Linked DNA regions of Gossypium arboreum: region 1 is linked to region 2. The links are chromatin contacts, called in public Hi-C maps. All regions are on one chromosome and are shown on one strand. The core of a region is the stretch at or near the end of the contact, and the rest is flanking DNA. Distances in the headings are between cores, read along the strand shown.

What was found. Hi-C and Micro-C count contacts between places; a contact is called where the count stands out from the background.
Region 1: a Hi-C map of leaf shows a contact between it and region 2, with 3 times the contacts expected there. The contact joins the promoter of LOC108478548 here to the promoter of LOC108478730 in region 2. A contact is called at or near these places in 2 of 5 Hi-C or Micro-C datasets (both in leaf).

What each region holds. Positions count from the first base shown.
Region 1 is chr12:14,796,062-14,798,773 of ASM2569848v2, reverse strand. LOC108478548 (AAA-ATPase At1g43910-like) reads left to right here and starts at 1,432. Exons shown (of 2, transcript XM_017781008.2): 1 at 1,432-2,675. The coding sequence starts at 1,674. LOC108477213 (probable ubiquitin-conjugating enzyme E2 16) reads left to right here. Exons shown (of 6, transcript XM_017779692.2): 6 at 1-69.
Region 2 is chr12:14,572,939-14,575,666 of ASM2569848v2, reverse strand. LOC108478730 (probable leucine-rich repeat receptor-like protein kinase At1g35710) reads left to right here and starts at 1,383. Exons shown (of 1, transcript XM_017781200.2): 1 at 1,383-2,728. The coding sequence starts at 1,705. LOC108479949 (probable inactive leucine-rich repeat receptor kinase XIAO) reads left to right here. Exons shown (of 1, transcript XM_017782823.2): 1 at 1-755. The coding sequence ends at 607.

The sequences.
Region 1 (2,712 bases), core at 183-2,682, 220 kb before region 2:
GTGTGGGAAATGCTTGGTGTACTGTAAGCAACAAGCACATGAATGAAAAGCCATATCTTCCTAAAACAAGTTTTTTGAATGTTTAATTATTATATTTTGTATACCAGAAAATAATTATATTTTAAAAGTCGAAAATTTCTAATCATTTATATTAATGGCTTATGTAAATTTTTAAAATTATATTTTATTATGTATTCATTTACTGTAATTTAGTCCATGAATTATTAAATGTCCAATACTTTAATATAGCAAATTTTATTAAAAATCAATTTAAAAGTTTGCAATAAATTAATCTGAGTAAAGAAAGTTTAATAATTTTAAATTTAAATAAATTATAGATTTAACTTTTATTAAGTTTAACATAAATTAATATCGTCTATTTTAAATTAAATAACAAAATTACACACACATATATATATATATATAATAAATTATTTCAAGGAGTTTAATAATATAGGTAAAAAACAAATATTATTTGCAAATATATTTATAGAAGTTTGATTTAAAATAATTGAGGTTTTGATTAAATTTATGGTGTCGTGTACAAATTTTTATTGTGATTGAGTTTTATTGATTTTATATAAAAGCATAAAATATAAAATAGTGAGAACATTTTTATCCCATAGGAGAAAAATAAATAAGCGAATTTTTTTAACTGTAATCAAAGTATAATTTTACTGTAATAAAATTTTAAAAAACTGAAAAGTTTTCCAAGTCCCTGTCAGCTTCTTAACTACGGGGCTGATGGTTTTGGACTTTGGAGCTCAGCCAAACGCACAAAAAAAAAAAAAAAAAAAACAGAAAGCGAAATTTTATTATGAAGAATCAATATAAAAGGAAAAGTGATTTAGGGTTGACATGGAAAGAGTAAAGTAAATTGTTGCATGGTGCTGTAAAGAGAAAAGACAAGGAAAGCCTAAGATTTTACAATATTATTATCTAGTCAACTAGCTAGGTATCCAATTTCGTTTTCAGTCCTTCAATAGTTCTTAGAAAATTTCTCTGAAATGCAACCAAATCCTTCAGAACATGAGGATTGTAAGAAACATAAAAATGTAGTGTTTATACTATCTTCTTAGAACATGTGGCTTGTCAGTGTCTCAGGGACATGAGAGTATAGTATTTTCTCCATCACACTCATTTCATGGTGCTCTGTTTTTTAGATCAAACACATTTATTGAATTTTTTAACTTTTAATTTACTCGAATGACACTTTTGTTTTAAGGAAAAAAAAATTTTAACTAGTATTATATTCATGTGATTATAGTGAAAGTATGAGATGTTAACAACTGGTTAGGTTGGGCAAGATTGTCATGAGTATTGGCTGTATTCCATAGCTGACTGTATTTAACATCAAATCCCCAAATGTTCTGCACTCAAAAAGTCTAATTAAAGAAGCCGCTTGGCAATGTATGGTGTGTAATATTCAACATAGAGTAGTTGAAAAGTGTTGGAATTCCAAGTAGCCGTCCAAAAACAGTCTCTCACTTATTCTCTTCCATACAATTTCCCCGTGACGCTATTTTAGATTAAACAATATCCATCTTCTTCGAATTTGCTACATTCAATCCAAGTCAAGGCAGTAGTCTCCGCCTTACAGAAGCCAGGCCACACTTAAAACCCACTTCAGTTTTCGTTTCTCCTCCATCGAATTTTTCTCTCTGTATCCAAAAATGGCTTCCCTTTTGAAAGAGCTACCTTCCATGTCTACCATCCTTGCTGCTTATGCCTCCCTTTCAGCAATGGCCATGTTAATCCGTACAATCCTGAATGAAATGATTCCGAAACCGATGCAAAGGTTTATCAACACCAAATTCTCTGATCTGGTATCCAAATACTTCTCCTCCAACTTCACTTTCATCATTGAAGAACGCTGGCAAGCTGTTTATAATGAAACGTTTCGAGCTGTTGAGGTCTACCTTCCTACCCGAATCGGCCCTTCCACCGACAAACTTCTCCTCGGCTCCAATGACATTAACAACCCAACATCGCCGCCGAAACGGAAGATCCCTTCCGATTGCAAAATCATCGATGAATTCGAAGGTATAACCTTGGAGTGGACTCTGCATGTTAAAGAATCGGAAAAGTACTACATCCCTGATAAAAAAACCTATCACTTGACGTGCAAGAAAAGAGTTAGGGAACTTGTTGAACAAAAGTATTTTCCCCATATAGCGAAGACAGCTCAAACAATCTTGAGCAAGCGAGAAAAGCTCAACATCTATACCTATAACCAAGATCGTTCCAGGTGGGAGTCGGCTGTTTTCAAGCACCCGGCAAGGTTCGAGACTTTGGCTATGGAGCCAGAGCTGAAGCAGTTCATAATGGATGACCTTGACTCATTTGTGGGACGCAAGGATTTCTTTGAAAACGTTGGGAGGGCTTGGAAACGTGGCTACCTTTTGTTTGGTCCTCCAGGGACTGGCAAATCTTCACTGGTAGCTGCAATTGCAAATTACTTGAACTACAACGTGTATGATCTCCAGTTCCAAAGTGTTCGAAATGATGCCGATCTTAGACGTATACTTACATCCACCACAAACCGCTCCATTCTTCTAATTGAAGATATAGATTGCAGCACAAAGATTTCAAAAGATCGTGGCAAGTTAAAAAATGACCGTGAGAAGGAAGGCGAAGATGGAAGAACCGATCGTCCTTCAGCCATTGATCCTGGAGTAAGTACCTCACTAAACTTTCAAAGCTATAACATTA
Region 2 (2,728 bases), core at 134-2,633:
GCCTACAACGCCGCCACCTTCTTTAGTCCAAATTTCCATGAGGAACAACATGATTGAAGGCACAATCCCTCCAAGTCTTAAATATTTGAACTTTCTGCAAGTATTAGACCTGAGTCACAATAAACTCACCGGCTCAGTCCCTTATTTCCTCTTTAACCACCCATCTCTTCAACAACTCACTCTCGCATTCAACTCCTTTGATTCTTTACAAGCTCCCTCTAATCTAGGCACCCAAAGTGAGCTTATTGCTGTTGACTTGAGCAATAACGAGCTCCAAGGCTGGTTACCTCCTTTCTTGCCATTAGTGCCAAAGCTGTCAGCTTTATCCATGGAAAACAACAAGTTTTCGGGTATGATCCCTATCCAATACGCATTGAGAGCGGCTCTGCCTGCCTCCGGAATTGCCCCGTTTGCAAGACTGTTGCTTGGAGGGAACTACTTGTTCGGACCAATTCCAGGGCCATTGCTGGTACTCAAACCAGACACTGCAAATGTCAGCCTTGCGGACAACTGCTTGATCAGGTGCCCATCGCGTTTCTTTTTCTGCCAAGGTGCTGACCAGAAATCTTTAATGGAATGCAAGAGTTTTGGTTCTGTAATCCCTTGAATCATGTTATTTCAGCAATGTTTTTAGTTGAAACATCCATGTGTGTCTTTCTTGTCTAAGATTCCTTCTCTATTGTTCTCAGTTCGGGCTTGTTAGTTTTCAGTTTGTTAGTGGGAAATCTAAAAGAAAATCTTTGTTTTCGCATAAATTGTAATAATTTTGTATATTTTCAATATTTTGATTTTGCTCACATGGTCTTATGGGCGTGGGGGTATACGCTAGTAAACAATATAGTACTTGGGCCCTACTTGTCCTTTGAGGCTTATCAGATAGGTCCAGATAATTGCCAACCTTATTCGGTTTATTTTAGGTAACTCTTGGCCCAATTAAAGGACTTATTGCACCAATTAGTGGCTTGGATTGATAAATTTGATTACTTGAAATGTTTTGTAAGAATAATCTGCCTTTTCGTATGAACAAAGCTATGCTTCCTTATCATATCCCGTGACTGTAGAGAAATAAATGACCTGAAAGGCACAGTTCAAAGTGCATGTCGAGACAATTTTTTCCCCCCTCGCTTGTATTTACAGCTATGAAATACAGAATCAATGAAGCTGTGGGTATATATCACCTGTTGAAATATGCATGAGTTGTGATACCATTAATGCTTTACATGAATGGAGCCCGCGAATATTATTACGCTTTCAGGTCCCGCTCCCATGTAAAAATGAGATTACTGTTAACTATTCATTGGTCGAAAGTGGGATCAAACTTATCATGTCTGCAAACACAGTGCAATAATTTTTACTGGTTCCTTAACTCAAAAGCTAAGCCGATGGTCATCAATCATCATGCTTCAGTTCATAGACAAATACAAAGGATGCTAAAAAATATAATTAAGTATTTACTTTGATTCATTTGTTGCTTAAACATTAAGATCCAAAATTTTATCACAGCCGCCTCTTCCAGGTTGGCCAATAGGCTTATATTGTATGCAACTGGCTGGAAGTTCCCCCGATAGGCTAATATCCATTAATATTAACTTAATGAAAGCCGGATTAATCACATGGCAGCACTGTTTTCAATATCTGGCAACTTGCCTTCAAATGAATATATAATAAGATTGGACTTTCAGGTTCATGATTTCATAGTCATCAATGGAGATTTCATTTCATAACAATATGTTTTCTCTACTTCTTTTGCTCTTACCGTCACTATCTTTCTCACCATCAGCCTGGGCGGCCTGCAATGCAGTGGACAAAGAAGCATTACTGGGATTCAAGCGCACCATCACAGCTGACCCTTCACGACTATTGCAATCATGGATATCATCAACTGATTGCTGCACATCCTGGAAAGGGGTCGCTTGCAATTCTGTGGGAAGAGTTGTCAATGTCACACGCTCGGGCCTTGTTTCGGATGACGACGACCTTTTGGATACATTCATGAATGGAACTTTGTCTCCCTCCCTTGGGAACCTATCCTATCTTCAACTTCTTGACCTTAGCAATCTCAAAAACTTGAATGGACCAATACCACTGGAATTTGGCAAGTTAAGGCGTCTTACTCATCTTTTTCTCAATTCAAACCAGCTTACAGGGTCGATACCGGCAACATTCAAGCACTTATCTCGGCTGGAAAGGCTTTTCCTCAACAACAACCATATTTCTGGTATTATACCTTTCTCTGTTATTGGATCCTTAACAGCACTCACCGAACTTGGTCTTTCGGAAAACCAATTGAGAGGATCAATTCCAGCAACAATAGGGAAGTTGGTATTATTGACAAAGCTTGATCTTCATGCTAACAATCTTTCTGGCAGTTTGCCTACAACTATAGGCAAGCTTAAGAGCCTCAAATATCTGGACTTATCCCAAAACACGATAAAAGGCAGCATTCCTAAATCCATAAGAGGACTTTCAGCATTAGTACTCCTAGATCTCAATCAAAACCAGATTACAGGAAGCATCCCTTCATCGATTTCGGGGCTCATCTCTCTTCAGTTTTGCCGCATATCAGAAAACAAGCTGACAGGAAGTTTACCTCCATCCATTGGCCACCTCCCAAGCATTCAGAGGCTAATCCTTGAGAACAACAAGCTAACTGGGAAATTACCAGCTACAATGGGCCACCTTGTCACTCTTACTGAATTATTCTTGTCGAATAATCGTATTACCAGCA